Linked DNA regions of Mus musculus: all the other regions are linked to region 1. The links are chromatin contacts, called in public HiChIP or PLAC-seq maps. All regions are on one chromosome and are shown on one strand. The core of a region is the stretch at or near the end of the contact, and the rest is flanking DNA. Distances in the headings are between cores, read along the strand shown.

Evidence for each region. HiChIP or PLAC-seq counts read pairs in DNA pulled down with a chosen protein or histone mark.
Region 2: a contact with region 1 is called in an H3K27ac HiChIP or PLAC-seq map of thymic regulatory T cells, with 12 times the contacts expected there. The contact joins two enhancer-like sites. A contact is called at or near these places in 8 of 115 datasets of contacts at active chromatin or transcription factors (cardiomyocytes, embryonic basal ganglia, embryonic forebrain and 5 more) and 1 of 9 other capture datasets (embryonic stem cells).
Region 3: an H3K4me3 HiChIP or PLAC-seq map of embryonic basal ganglia shows a contact between it and region 1, with 7 times the contacts expected there. The contact joins two enhancer-like sites. A contact is called at or near these places in 11 of 115 datasets of contacts at active chromatin or transcription factors (SST interneurons, craniofacial prominence, embryonic basal ganglia and 8 more).

The regions. Positions count from the first base shown.
Region 1 is chr12:107,968,222-107,971,297 of GRCm38.p6, reverse strand. The region is part of intron 2 of Bcl11b (B cell leukemia/lymphoma 11B); the gene reads left to right. Among named protein-coding and RNA genes, the nearest start is that of Bcl11b, 34 kb to the left of the region's middle. Within about 2 kb of position 1,272, at least 39 of the 459 cell types and tissues checked have an H3K27ac peak or open chromatin away from gene starts, as enhancers often do. A contact at or near this core is called in SST interneurons, embryonic basal ganglia, memory CD8 T cells and 1 more, where this site is marked.
Region 2 is chr12:107,403,698-107,406,813 of GRCm38.p6, reverse strand. No RefSeq gene overlaps it. Among named protein-coding and RNA genes, the nearest start is that of Gm33236, 240 kb to the left of the region's middle. Within about 2 kb of position 1,798, at least 5 of the 459 cell types and tissues checked have an H3K27ac peak or open chromatin away from gene starts, as enhancers often do. A contact at or near this core is called in thymic regulatory T cells, where this site is marked.
Region 3 is chr12:107,085,178-107,088,153 of GRCm38.p6, reverse strand. All of the region lies in intron 1 of Gm16086 (a long non-coding RNA gene), which reads left to right. Among named protein-coding and RNA genes, the nearest start is that of Gm16086, 13 kb to the left of the region's middle. Within about 2 kb of position 1,718, at least 39 of the 459 cell types and tissues checked have an H3K27ac peak or open chromatin away from gene starts, as enhancers often do. A contact at or near this core is called in SST interneurons, embryonic basal ganglia, memory CD8 T cells and 1 more, where this site is marked.

The DNA.
Region 1 (3,076 bases), core at 23-2,522:
TCACCTCCATCTTCTCTCTCTACCAAACCGGAAAAAGAATCTTAATTTCCTGTCGGGCTGGGAGGAGGCGGGTTAGAGTCAGGATAATGACTCTTAAATATGAGCAATGCGTCTGGTTCCATGTTATTTTTCCTCTACCCTCTTAATACACAGCATTTTTTTATCATCCTTAAGACAAAGTAGCTGGCAAAATATTTAAGTGATCAGAAACAAATGTTTTTATTTGCCTGCGTGCGAATTGGGTTATCTGCCTATCTTGTTTACGAAATCCGGGGCTGCCTTCCCGCACAGTATGCTCGCCTCTCGAATCTTCCCCGGCTCCCATTTCCATATTTCTGCGTGCTTGTTCTTTGTTAATCACTTGGCAAGCGCTTATTTGAATATTAAAAATTTCTTTAATCATCAAACGCAGGAGCACAGTCTCATGAATATTCATATTCTCCCCCCCTCCTCAGACTGGATTCTAGTTCATTACCCCGCAGTAAAAGCCAAACAGCCATCAATCGCTCTCATTACTGGCTCTGGCGTTTTGATTGGCTGCCTGCTGCCCATAGACCTTTTTTTTTTTTTTTTTTTTTTTTTAAATTTCCCTTCTCCTATGAGCTGTCTTATACCTGCCAACAACTTTAAAAAAAAAATCAACAATGCAAGAATAAATTTCTCTGGTTGAAAACAACTTAGCAAACTTGTCAAACAGCCCTTGTAGCTTGCTGGGCCCTCTCGGGACACCAGAACCACAAACCTCCCTCCTCAGTCCACCCTAGTCCCACCAAAAAACAAAACAAAACAACCCAAAAAAACAAGGAGAAAGGGGGTAGGGAAGAAATAGAATTAAATAAATAAATAAAAAAGAGAAACTTGAGCTCAGAGAGATGAATATTTGTCAAGAGAGTTGACGTAAGTTTCATTTGCATAATGACTTTGTACTTCTGCATTAATAAAATTTGCATATGAAGCCATGTTAATTACTCCTGATCATGCTTTTTGCATTCATGCATAGTAATTTTCTCCGACTTGTGAGAATTAATGTCTTGGCACGAGGGGGGGAAGGGGCGCGGGGACTGTCAGGTTCCCTCGCCAGAGTCCCTCGCTCACACGCGCTGGCGTGGATGTCTGTCTCCTTCTTTGATCTCTGACTCATTTCTGCACTATCAGTAGGAGTTCTCGCCTTAAAAAAAAATGTATCCGTTGAAAGGCACCAGTAGGGAGAAAAATAGACTTCTGTACGGTATGTGCCAGGCCACCTCTTGGGGTAGGAACATGGGATCTGTCACCTCCCAGTTGCAGAGTGGCGGCCCTGGGAAGGCTGCACCGGGAAGGCTTGGTTCCCTCAATCGGGGCTGGGCGGTTCCAGGCATTTTTTGTGTCTACAGGCTCCTGGTGGTGGGCGTGTTGCTGCTTAGTGCGCATGTGCAGGGCATGGAGCCCAGCATCTGCAGGGACTGCTTGCAAGGGAGGTGGGCTTCAAGCTCCCTTCAAGTGCCTCACCCCCAGGAGGGCACCAACAGTGATCTTGTCCTCTGTTTGGACTTTAGCCATCATACCAGAGGCCGGTTTGGGAGACCTTTTGAATATTCCTTCGTAGGTGGCTTAAATACCAAGAAGTCAGTCTGACCTTGACTTTGGAGCACCGTTTTCACGTTTTTTGAGAGGGGCAATATATCCCCACCCCATAGGAATGTTTTATGCTTGCATGGCATAATACAAGTATCAATTTTTTATTTCTTTTTCCCTAATTAAAATGTACTTTTATGATAAAACTGAGGCAGCCAGGGTTTCATTAAGCTGTCCGGATCCTACAAGAAGCTGAGTTAGAGCCTACATCCCTCCCCCACATACCTTGATACGTATGGGTCTGTTTGGACTGGCTTAGACTGCAAAAGAAAGGTGTCTTTTAAAAGAAGATGTGAAATTGTAGTGTGCGTGTTCTTGCTGCGTCTGTGTGTGCAGTGAACCGTGGCACACAATGAAGGTCAGGACAGTTGTGTGGGTTAGTTCTTCCTTCCCACCTTTACTCGGGTCCTGGGGGAAAACCCTCAGCTGCTGAGCCATCTCACAGGCCCTGGACTTCTGGAACTTCTGGGAACAGGACCCAAGTCCCCATGCACACTAGAAAAGTGCTCCAGCGCTGACTTCCCCACAGAGAGCTTTTTAAAAAAGCATCCTGCGAGGCTTATAGGGTGTCTTCCTTGCTGGAGCAGGCTTCCAGCTGTGAGGAGGACTGGGGAGGGGTAGGGCAGAAAGTTCCAGGTCTGGAAATAAATGTAAGGATGGTAGTGGCCACGTTTACTAGGTGGCTGGCTCTGGCTGCAGAGTGCCCTGACAGTCCCTTTAAAAACACAGTGACTAGCCAGGTGTGGTGGCGCACGCCTTTAATCCCAGCACTTGGGAGGCAGAGGCAGGCAGATTTCTGAGTTTGAGGCCAGCCTGGTCTACAAAGTGAGTTCCAGGACAGCCAGGGCTATACAGAGAAACCCTGTCTCGAATAACCAAAAAAAAAAAAAAAAAAAAACCAAAAAAACAAACCAAACACACACACACACACACACACACACACACACTCACACACACACACACACACACACACACACACACACACACACACAGTGACTGAGACAGAGAGAGTGACCACTTGAGGTCACAGGCTAAGAAATGGCCTAGGAAGAATTTGAACCCATTTTTTTCTGTCTCTGTCCGTCTTTCTGTCTTTGTCTCTGTTTCAGTCTCTGCACCCCTCCCCCACAGGCTGACATCTCTCAGTGGGTCAGGTACAGTCTGTTAGCAGATCTCAGGAGCTGTCTGTTCTAGATCCAAGGCCGGGCATCCCTTCCAGTGGAAGGCTGAGGCTGCAAAGTGGGTCAGGGACAGGCTTAGAGACATGGCCCTCACCTTTGATTTCCTTTTAAAATGAAGGTGCACCTATTGTGAAACTTATTTTAATTCGCTCCATTTGTGGCTTTGGATTTTTATGTACGGGATTGCGTAGCCATCACTACTGTTTAATTGATCACACCCCCAGAAGACCACATAACCTATTGGTTCTCAGTCTCCCCTCCCCCCAGCCCCTGGTAATTAC
Region 2 (3,116 bases), core at 549-3,048, 570 kb after region 1:
GCGTCTCACCACCACCAATGTTTTATAGACTTGTTACGTTGTATTGCATGCAGACATAATGAGTCCAAGCTCACTGGGTCATTCATTTCTTTAAATTAAATGAACTATATTTAAGGCTTGCCTCAGAATCTGGGCCCATGACTTGAAGCAGCTTGAGTCTTTCCCTTGTGAGGAGACGGCAAAGGAGTGTTCGGTCCTCTGGGATGTAGTGTCGGATCCTCCTGGATGTAGAGACAGGAGTGTTCTCTGCTGATGCATGAGGCTTCTACTGTGTATGGTGGGGACAGTTTCTCCTGGTGCATCTAAGGATTGTTCTTTCAGTCTCATGAAGCCCTCATCTTGGATATTTCCTCCTATGGATGCAGTAACTGGCCCCTGTTTACTTATGTAGGCTATTTCCTTCCATAGATGCAGTAACTGGCTCCTGTTTCCTATGTAGGAATTCTCAGAGATTCTCTCTGTGTGTGTGTAGCTTTCCTCTTTCGTCTATGAACTTCAGCAAATGTGCTTCTCTGGCCTCCTAGCTTCATGGGCTCAAATCAGGAAAGCCACTGGTCTTTGTATCCCCTTAAGTGTAGCCCTATACTCAGGGACCTCTTGGGGTGTGTGTGTGCATGTGCTTTTGTGTGTGTGTGTGCATGTGTGTTTGTGTGTGTATGTTCGTGTGTGTGTGTGTGTGTGTGTGTGTGCGTGTGCATGTGCATTTGTGTGTGTATGTTTGTGTGTGTGTGTATTGACAGTTACTTTTAGATCAATGTCTCTAAATTTAAAATCATTGCATCACATAATATGACTTCTTTTTTTTTTTATTTGTCTCAAGTAAAAGAAAGAATGTGTATCCTGCTACCCTAAGTTTTGTGGAAAGGAAAGGATGTTTGTTTGTTTGCTTGCTTGCTTGTTTTCCATTAGTTTCTTGCTAGGCTAGGAAGCAGGAAAAGGACTGGACAATCAGTATGGGGACCAGGAATCATTGTGGAGGTCCCCTTGGTTTTCTCTAGTGATGTGAGATTTTCTTGGGCCTGAAGATGTGGAACAGGCAAGAAGAAATGAAGACTTTGAGCAATTAGTTCCTTCAGACCTAAACAGTGAGTTGGCAGTGTGGCTCCTGAAGACTTGCCTTGGGGTTCATCTCAGTCATCCATCTTTCAGGGATCAAGGCCCTCCTCAGACTCTCCCTAGTTTCCCTGTCTGCTTTGCTCTTCTTGGCATCAGTGGCATCCTTCAGGACCCTGACATGGTGATGACGTGTTGCGATGTGAAAAGCCACAAAATCTGACAAGGAAGATGAAAATGGGTGAAGATTATCTCCAACGGAAAAAACCAGCAGCCTTAACAATAGAAGCAATCAGTGTCCTTTCTTCAGGAATTCACCCAGGATCTTCCTGCTTCCAGATAGCAGTTTCCTCCCCACTGCGGTTGCCTTTCTTTTATTCCATAATTCATGTTCTTCTGAAATTATTCTTTCCGAGACTTAACCTTATTTCAATTAAAAACACACACCTTATTAATTGAAACACCAGATGAGAGCAATTGATAATTCGTGCGAGGAAAAGCAAACATCTCCTCTATAAATATTTCCCTCTTGGTTCTTCAGGTGATTATTAGTTAAGCTTCGAGAAACTGCTTGGCGCTCCAAACCAAACCATAATTAATAATAACCGCTTGCATGCGCACAGTGTTCACAATATAGAGAGCTCTGAGAGTGTTCATTATTTAATTTCATCTTCTTAAGCAGCCTATGAGACGGTAAGGGCAGGAATTAGTCATTTCCTGTGTCAGCTGAGGCTGGGGAGGAGGATGACATGTGCCCAGCATCACGTGGAATAGACAACTGGATGCAGCCAGCGTTCTGGGCTCTACCTGCTTACGGCTTTTCATCGTAAGCGAGGAAAGCTTATTTTACAGATGTGACATGTCTCCTCATGTGATTCTAAGTGCAGGTTTCTGAAGTCAACAACAGATGGTGTAGGGAAGGGGAAACTCTGGGTACTGAACCTCCTCTGGCTGTTGGTCCCACGGCTCTATCCGTGCACTTCCAAGTCAAAGATGGAGGATCACAAGCCCTGCCTCACCAGCCACTCAGAGTCGTGAGCTAACTGCAGAGAGCAACCTTCATTCTTGAAATGAAATAACTTTGGACAAAGAAGCCAGCTGATCTGTTAAAAGTCTGTAGAAAATGGTTTTATGGGAGATAGGTGAGTCAAACTTGATTTTTCTTCCTTTCCCTCAGCCCATCTCCAGGGTAGCCTGGATGCCTCTGAAGTTGGAGCTAAGAGGCAGGCAATTTGGTTTAGATTCTAAGCCTCCTGGAGCCTCATTCTCTGTTTTCTTACATGATGGGTTGTCAGCTCTCAGTTACCAAAGATGTGTCCAATACCTCACAAAAGACTGGACTTAAACACCTCTGCATTTTCCTAAGGATGATGCCAATTTAGTCTCTCTCACTGAGTGTCTGCAAGTGTGTGGCCAAGAGATTTGGAGGCAGCCAACTGAGGTCAAATTTTGAAATTGACAGTCGCCACTTCTATGACTTTGGAAATATTACTTAATGGCTTCAAGTCCTGCTTCACCATTAGAATAAGTTCAACAACCATTGAGTTTCTGCTTCGAGTCCAAGGTCCTGGCCTATGTTTGAGCACCTGCCTCTGACGTCATAGATCGACTGCACAGGAAGGAGAAGTGACAACTTTCTCCATCCCAGAGGGTTCTGCCCCTAACTTAATCACCTCCCAGGCTCCCACCTCCTAACAACAAGCCACCCATGGTTGGGTTACAACTGATGTGAATTTCAGGGGACACAGGCGGTCAGGCCAAGTCAAGGAGATATTAAGTGTAGAGCCCAGATAACTCCCAAGGCTTGGGTGCTACTCTCTGGATGTAGACTTACATCTGCACAGGACATTCTAGCAGTCAAAATGAAGCTGAAAGTCCTTTGGGTTTTATGTAGTCATGTAGTCTGTTAAGGAAATTTCAAAGGTTGAAAGATATCTAATTAATACACATCAAAGACCTAAAATTCCCGCTTCCCCATGGCTGTCATTTAAAAATTCCCCAGGAGTGAAATCTCAGCCTTTTCACCTTCCTCCATGCAGTTCTAAACTCAGCCCACAGAACTC
Region 3 (2,976 bases), core at 469-2,968, 880 kb after region 1:
AGCTAAGAAAGGGGAATGCCATAGGAGGTACAGATGAGTACTGGCCAAGACCCCCATCTTTCCACCCTTGAGTTGGAGATCATGAAGCCCCAGGGACAATCCCCATCACCAAGATCAATTGAAGCATGCCATTGTACTCCAGTCATCCCAGAGTCTGGCCATAAACAAGTTCAAGAGCATCCTTGGCTACATATTGAGTTTGGAGTTTGACAGCGGAGAAGGCATGTGACTCTGCCTCAAACAAAATAAAATAAAACATGGTTAATTAAGAGCAAAGTTACCCTTCCAAGGGGTCCACTACCAACCAGCACTGTGGTGGTGACATGAAGTCAGAGTGAGCAGATAAAGAGGAATCTGGAAGATTCCACCAGTGCCATTCATAGACACTACAGGACAGACTGGGACTCTTCCCCCACTCCAGTAAAACCAGTAGGTGGCCATTAGAAGACAAAGCCAGTGTCACCTTGGGTAGCCCTGTGTAGACTGCTATCAGGGGAACCCCGAGTTTATTGCCAGCTGCAGTGGAAAAGCATTGCTTTGAATTTTTTTCCCTACCTAATTGTCAAAACTGAATAATATTATCAGCTTTTTTTTTTTCATCCTTTGAGTATTTTTCTAATAAGAAAGCACAGAGATACACAGCAAATAAAAGCGTAAGATTCCAGGATGCAGTGCAATCATGCAAAATGACTTTCATATCAGTTTGATAAGCAGCTGAAATTTAATAACTACATCCCTCCTATGGTGCTGGATGAAAGTCTAATACTTTCTGCTTTGGGTTCTTTCTTCTGCAAGATGCTATTCAGGACTGTAGCTGAGGCTTTTATAGTCAGAGAGATGAGAGGTTCAGTGGATTAAACAAAGCCTTGAGAGGCTGGGCCAAGCCCCAGCCAGGCCAAAACACAGTGGCTTAGAAGCTGAACTAAAGCCAAGCCTAAGGCTGCCCATGACTATGGAGAAATGATTCAAGTATCTCCATTAGCTCAAAGTTACAGGTCTGAATCACCCCCCCCCCTGGAAAGCACACCCCCTTGTTAAGAGCTATGAAATAACTGTCTCCAGAATATCTTTATGCCTTAGCTTAGGGCAAATTATTCATTGGAGGGAGAGGGACAGAGAGAGAGAGAAGGAAGGATGGAAGTAGAGAGAGAGGGAGGAGGAGGAGGAGGAGGAGGAGGAGGAGGAGGAGAAGGAGAAGGGAGAGGGGCATTTGGAGTTGAACAGAGATCCCTCCTAACTTTACAAAAAGAACAGAAATGTGATGTTATATACACTGCGTCTTGGTAGGCAACTTCCGATTGGAAGTCCTCATAGAAGACATCTATCTAAACTTCCTATGTTATGGTTAGGGAAATTACGATTTATTTAATGCTGTGTACCTGTCTTTTAAGGTCTAGTGCAGTTGTTCCAGATTCTTCCAAGGAGTCTTCCATCCCCCGACTCCAAGTCAGAAGGAAACATGCCCAGGGCTCCGAGCATCCGGCTGGCAGTGGCCATAGCCTTCAAGGTGTTATTAGGGATGTCTAACCCTAGAAAAATTGAGGGGCATTTGACGAGATAGTATCCAAACAGGTATGGGGGATGGGTCCCAGGGCGGTATGGTGATACATACTAAGGGATGTTTAGCACTGGGTTGCAGGTGCATAGGGAGAGGCCAGGCCTCCCTGAGCTGGTGGGCTGTCCACAATGGGGTTTGGCTGTCTTGCTCTTCTACTGCCCCCTCCTGGCAGAGTTCCCTGCCAAGGCATGAAGTGGGCTGCTTCTGGCTTGCTTGTCAAAAGGGTGTCAGCTAAGGGGTGGGAAGCCGAAACCCTTTCAAAACAAAGACAGCCGGGCAGATGTGAGCATTGGGAAGGCTAAAGATGCATCTTGGTAATGACTTGAGAGGCGTCCTGGGTGAATCTATATGAGAGAACCCCAGCCGCATGGTGTCCCCACCGTTGCCCCTCTGCTTGCATGGGTGCGGATAGGACCCGTTTAAGATAGGTGTAGACAGGAAGTCCCTCGGTGGAAGAGCATCGGAGCCTGTCATCGCATCCCACTACAGCCTTTAAAAGAAATTCTAACTCCAGATGTCGGCTTAGGGAAATGAATCAATTAGGCAAATGAAGACTTCCCCCATAAATCAGTGGGTGAGAGGCTTGGGTCCAGCCATGGCCCTGGTCCGGGGGATGGGATACTAGACTTGGCCAGGGCCCAGGGAGTGGACACTCCAGCCGTTCTCCACAGCCAGGTGACCCGGATCCCCTCTGCTCTTCTGAAGTTATGTTTACCCCCTTGGGAGCTGGTTTGATTTAGAGAGAGTGCTGTGAGTCTCTCCACCCCCTTTTCCTCAGAAGATAATAAAGCCTCGGGCTTCAGAGTGGGACCCAGTGTAAGCCGGTGTCACTATTCATAAAATAATTGAGTTTACACAAAAAGTGATTTCAGTAATAGCTGGCTTTTTATAAGTATGTACATTTTATTTAAAATTACTGACTCAAAAGGCAAGGTAGAAAAAAAAATCACCTCCAACAACTTCCTGTAATTGCGAATTATTGTGAGGGAAACAGAAGGGAGAGCTTTCGAAATTATGAGCCATTATGCTCAAGAGAGAAAGAGAGAGAGGGAGAGAGAGGAGAGGGAGAGAGAGAGAGAGAGAGGAGAGAGAGGCAGTGGAAGGGGGAAAAAAAGAGACAGCTCGGCTTCATGAAACACAGCTGACAAGCTCGGCTAAATTACCCCCGGACCATTACAAAAATCACTTAATTGCCGAGCATTTTGTTAGGTCAATTGACTCTAATTGAAAAAATAACAAAAAGCTTATTATGCTGCAAATGTGGCCGTGGAAAATGAGTCTTCTGTTAGAAGGAAACAATAATTCTAAATTTCAGCTGCCTCTTACACTGTGAAGTTCACTGTTTCCTTGGGGTAGAACCCACTGTAGCCGAGAAGGAAAGCAGTATGTGTTGATGCCTTTTTCCTTTTCGCCCTCCG